Regions from separate parts of the Sus scrofa genome. Here region 1 is linked to region 2. Evidence: chromatin contacts called from public promoter capture Hi-C data. All regions are on one chromosome and are shown on one strand. The core of a region is the stretch at or near the end of the contact, and the rest is flanking DNA. Distances in the headings are between cores, read along the strand shown.

Region 1 (2,700 bases), core at 90-2,589, 71 kb before region 2:
AGCCTTGAGAATAAAGCCCATTTGCTCATCAAAACATGAGTGCCTATAGTCGATACTCTTAGCCTTCCCAGCTGTTCTTATCTTCCCTCTCTTCCTGTAGGACATGTGGTTCAGTATACAGCATGCAGCCTGGCCTTTGGGTTAACTAGTTTATCCCATTCTCTGCCAAAACAGGATGAACTTTGTGCTTTGATGGCCTTTTCACCCATGTGTCATGAACCATCTGTTGGGGCAAAGCTTAAAACAGCAGTTGTCCCTTGACAAGTAGTTGCAGTATCACATCTCTATTCTGTTATGGAAAATTATTTTCTATTTTCATCTTCTCAGTTTTTTTGGTCTCTATTCCTTTTCTAGGGTCGCTCCCATGGCATATGGAGGTTCCCAGGCTAGGGGTCTAGTTGGAGCTACAGCTGCCGGCCTATACCACAACTACAGCCACGCCAGATTCAAGCCACATCTGAGACCTACATCACAGCTCGTGGCAATGCCAAATCCTTAGCCCACTGAGCGAGGCCAGGGATCGAACCCGCAACCTCATGGTTCCTAGTTGGATTCGTTAACTACTGAGCCACGATGGGAACTCTTCATCTTCTCAGTTTTTGTGGATGTTTGTACTTTGAAAGAATAATTTCTGAAAATTTTGGAGACATAAGATAAGGCTCTTTAAATTTGGTTGCTGTATGTTTGTTGAATGAGTTTGCCTGGACTGTGATACTGAATCAAATATGTTGTCTTCTTAGGGACCTGGCAGCATCTAGCGGCGTGATCCAGAGCCTGGTGGAGAGCTGGGAAGCTTGCAGCTCCTCTAATTCTTACTGCTATAAACCAAAGGTATACGTCACTGTGGGAAAAATATTAGGAAATTAGCTGTGATGTATGTTTTCAGTGACTGCTCAAAAGCTTCTTATACTAATTTAATTAGAATAATTTATCTTAATAGAAAGCTGTAATTTTCTACTTTTTCCAATCAGTTGAACCAATCTGCACTTTTTAAAACCCACCCATATGGAATTTATTACACCAAAACCAATACTCTAAACCTTTATTTTTGTGCTAACCATCATTATAACCGAGGAATTATGCTATAGCAATAGTTGAGACCTCTACTTCTGACTCTGGAACACCAACCTGGATCAAACCAAGCCTCCAACCTCAAACAAGTAGAACAGCTGGATAATTTAAAAAATCTGTCTAACTTGAGAGAACTTGAGAGGGCAAGATCCTGGAGAGAACAGAAACAGAAAGGTGAATCTGACATTTGACACTTTTGTTCTGGAGGCTGGAAGTCCAAAACCAGGGTGTCAGCAGATTCGGTTCTTGATGAGGACTGGCTGGCCGATTGCCACCTTCTCTCTGTGTCCTCACAAGGCAAAGAGAGGAAGCTCTGATGTCTCTTTCTGATCTTATAAGAGCACTAATCAAATCACAGAAGCTCCACCCTTATGACCTCAACTAAACCTAATTACCTTCCCAAGGCTTCACTTCCTTATACCATCACACTGGGGGCTAAGGCTTCAATATATGAATTGGGGGGGAGCACAGATATTTAGTATATAACAGCACTATTATTCTTCTCAAGGCATTTATCTCTAAGAGCAGTGACTTCAGTGCTAAGAAGCTGAGCAAAGCTTTGGCAGTCTCAGAGAGGCCCTGGTAATAGCCTAGCCTTTTTGTTAGGACCTCAGAAAGTTTATACCAGTAGTATGGGCAAATCAAAAAAGGACCAACTTTCAAAAAGGTTTTACTCAAAGCAAACTAAGGATATGCCCCTATACCAACTGTATGACAAGAGCAAAAGAAAATCTCTGGAGAAAGATAGCCTCATCCACAGTATCACCTTAGTTCTATAATTTTTCATATACAGTATGTAGCAGTTGATCCAAATTTACTAGGCATACCAGGAGACAAAACTAAATCACCCTAAACCAAGAGAGGAAAGATAATAGAAACTGATTGACAGAGTTCCCCTTGTGGCTCAGCGGAAATGAACCCGACTAGTATCCATGAAGATGTGGGTTCAGTCCCCGGCCTTGCTCAGTGGGTTAAGGATCCAGTGTAGCTGTGAGCTGTGGTGTAGGTCGCAGATGTGGGCTCGGATCCCATGTCGCTGTGGCTGTGGCATAGCCTGGCAGCTACAGCTCTGATTCAGCCCCTATCTTGGGAAATTCCATGTGCTGTTGGTGCAGCCCCCTGAAAAAAAAAAAAAACAAGAAGAAACTGATTCACAGGGAACCAAGTTATTGGAGTTATTAGATATAGATAAAATACCCTCTGATCAATACATTCAAGGAAATGAGAGACAGAACGGATTTTTTTTTTTTTGTCTTTTTAAGGCTGCACCTGTGGCATATGGAGGTTCCCAGGCTAGGGGTTGAATCTGTGCTGTAGCCACTGGTCTATGCCACAGCCACAGCAATGTGGGATCAGAGATGCATCTGTGACCTACAAAATAATGGAAATATAACTGAAAAAGTGTAATTAAAAATAACATATTAGATGAGTTCCAAGTAGATGAGACACAAATTAGGAGAGGAATAGTGAATTGGAAGATATATCAGAAAAAAATGTCTGCAGTGAAGCACAAAAAGACAAAATGATGGAAAATACAGAATGAGTATGTCATATTTTGGACATAATGAAAAGCTTTTACCGTAATTGTAACTGAGGTCCCAGAGGAAAACAGGAAGAGGGAGAATTGAA
Region 2 (2,700 bases), core at 36-2,535:
GGGCCTGCAGAATTGCCCAGGAGGTGGGCTAGAAGGGAGGCAGGCGGGCCACCTGGCGCGCGCCAGCCCCTCCACGGAGCCCGCCGGCCGCTGTGAACTTCGGGGCGGCCGGAGCCGGCTGGGCCCAGGCCCGCGGCGCCGCGGGGCGGGGGTGGCCGCGGAACCCAGAGCGCCTGGCAGGACCGGGAGGGGTGTGCGGCAGGGGCGGGGCGGAAGACAAAGTTAAATCAAGAGGCAGACACTTAAGAGACCACAGATGGGAAGCTCGCCTAATTAAGGACGTAAAAGCGCTTTTGTTCTCAAAGTTTATTGTTGCCGGGATTAAAAAAAATTAATTGAAACTAATGCTGTTATTCACTCGTGCAGTTAAATTCCTTCATGCACATTTGAGACACCGAGTGAAAACTTGAAGCTTATCTTTCTGCAGCCGGGGGTGGGGGGCGCGGAGGACGGAAACGCGCTCCAGCTAAGGGGGAGGGGGGGCTGTTTGAGAGTGTGTGCCGGTGCGCGCGTCCAGGTCTGGGGGTACCGGCGGGGTGCAGGGCTCCGGCGGCGACGACCGCGTCTCCGCGCGGCCCGCCTGGGGTTCCAGACCCGCGCTTGGGATGACCCACCGGCGCGCCAGCCCCTTCCGCTCCGTTTGGGACTCGCGGGTGGGCGTCTGAGGACGCACATCTGTCCCGTTGGAGACTTTTTCTCTCCCTGATTTGGACACCAAGCCCGGCCCAATCAGCCCGAAGCCCCAGCTGCGTGAGCCCGGTTCTGACCCCGGAAACTCGCTGGCTCTGCAGGGCGCTCGGCCCTGCACTGAGGCCCAAGTGCCCGGACCTGAACGCCACCCTCCCCCCCACCCCGCCCCGCGCGGCAGGAAGCTCGGTGCCCGCCCGCGTGGGGAGGGTCCACCCGGGGCCAGGGCCGGCCCACGTGGGCAATCCCCCCTTCCCGCGCCAGGCCTTTGTGCTGGGTGCCCCCGCGCCGCCAGTCCCCGCCGCCTTGCACCGGGACAAAGCAGCCGCCCCCGCCCAGGTCCGAATCCCGGCCGGGCGACTTTCTGGGTATCACAGCCACTTTAGGGACAGGGGTGCGCGTCGCTGAGCGGTGGCCGCCCGCGCGGGGCTTACCTCGGAGCCGGAGCGGCGGATCCGGCTCGGGCGCAGCCCCCGCCCCCCGCAGCCGCCGGTCTCGGGCGCCGGGCACAGCCTCGCCGCCTATGCTCGCCGCGCGGGTCGCTCCGGTCTCGTCCTGGAGTTACTTTCTCTCTCGCCCCCAACCCTCCCCCACCCACCCCTCCCGCCCCGGCCCCCGCTTCGCGCGGCCCCTCGCGGCGCGGCGCGCCGGGGCCTCCCCTCCCCGCCCTCCCCTCGCCTCCTCCCCTCCTCGCGGCCGCCGCCGCCGCCTCCTCTTCGCGCCGCTCTCCGGCTGCCCTCCCGCCGCTCCCACCTCCTCTCCTCCCTCCTCTCTCTCCAGCGGCCTTCCCCGGTTGCTGGCGAGAAAACCAGCCCCCCACCTCAGCCCTCAGCCCGCGCCCCGTCGCGGCCGAGCCCGGACGCCAAGGGCAGCGATCCGGCTCCAAATTACCCAGCGCGGCGAGGCGAGCGGGAGCGCGCGGCGACTCCTGGCTCGGGGCTTGGCTGCGCCGCGGGGCAGAGGATTAGAGTCGCAATTAGCTCCGCGCGCCCGCGCCTACCGCGCTCGGCGACAAAAATGCGCCGTTTCCCTTCCTTTAGCCGGGCGAGCACCACCCGCCTCCCCCGAAGCCTGCGCCTTCCCGCCGTGGCCTCCGCCAGGACCCTCCCGGGAGCGGTGCGCCCAGGCCCCGCGCCCTCCGCCGCCCAGCCCCCGCCCCCCGCCGGCCAGCCACGCGGCGCCCGGGCCTCCTCCGGGCTCGGGAGGGGGCGGGGGAGAAGCTGATTTTAATCATTGTCATTTCATCTGATGTAATATTTCCCCGGGCGCTTTCAGCTGGGCATAAATTTTCGGCTCCCAAATAAGTAACACAGGGCACGTTTCTCACATTTCTTGACTCCTCGGTTACAAAGAGGAGAGCAGCCGCCGCCGCGGCGCCCGGGGCCAGGGGCGGGACTTGGGAAGAAACTGGGCTGCGAGTCGGCCGGGGCTGGAGCGGAGCCGGGGGCCAGAGCCGCCCCTCCCCCTCCCCGGCCTTCCTCCCCGGGTCTCTGCCCCGACCGCCCCTCTACCGGGGAGCAGCGCCGCCCGTGACGTCTGCGGACACGCGGTCGGCTACCGCGGGGGAGGGGGGCGCCCGGCCGGCCCCCCGCGGCCAGACGCGCCATTTCCTTGACTCGCGCGGCGCGATGGAGACGTCTAACGCCAAGACTCCTCGCGGCGCCGAGGCCTGCGCCCAGGGCGTCCCCCCTGGTCCCCGAGGCGGCTGCCGCTTCCTCCTCCTGTCCTACCTCCTCCTCCCCTTCCTCTTTCTCTCGCTCCCCGCCCGTCCCCCACCTCCGCCTGCTCCTGGACCACTTCCCGGCTCCTAGGAAACGGAGCACGGAGCCTCCAGTGCCGCGCGCCCGGCCTGCACTGCGCCCCCGTCCGGCTTCGGGGACGCCCTGGCTCGAGCCAGGCTCGAGCTGGAGGACGGGTGCGCTCCAGCCCAGAGCCGCGCCGGGGCCCCCACCCCGAACTCCAGCCGGACCTGGGCGCCCTCTAGCGGCCCCACTCTCAGGGGCCGCCAGGGGC

What was found. Promoter capture Hi-C pulls out the DNA fragments that hold promoters and counts their contacts.
Region 1: a contact with region 2 is called in a promoter capture Hi-C map of liver, with 5 times the contacts expected there. The contact joins the enhancer-like site here to the promoter of KCTD15 in region 2. A contact is called at or near these places in 1 of 5 promoter capture datasets (liver), 9 of 47 Hi-C or Micro-C datasets (alveolar macrophages, epiblast stem cells, heart right ventricle and 4 more) and 1 of 2 datasets of contacts at active chromatin or transcription factors (skeletal muscle).

What each region holds. Positions count from the first base shown.
Region 1 is chr6:43,598,485-43,601,184 of Sscrofa11.1, reverse strand. LOC100623157 reads left to right here. Exons shown (of 10, transcript XR_002344636.1): 8 at 741-831. Among named protein-coding and RNA genes, the nearest start is that of KCTD15, 71 kb to the right of the region's middle. Within about 2 kb of position 1,339, at least 2 of the 83 cell types and tissues checked have an H3K27ac peak or open chromatin away from gene starts, as enhancers often do. A contact at or near this core is called in liver, where this site is marked.
Region 2 is chr6:43,527,262-43,529,961 of Sscrofa11.1, reverse strand. It overlaps KCTD15 (BTB/POZ domain-containing protein KCTD15), which reads right to left and starts at 1,285. Exons shown (of 7, transcript XM_021094316.1): 1 at 1,122-1,285.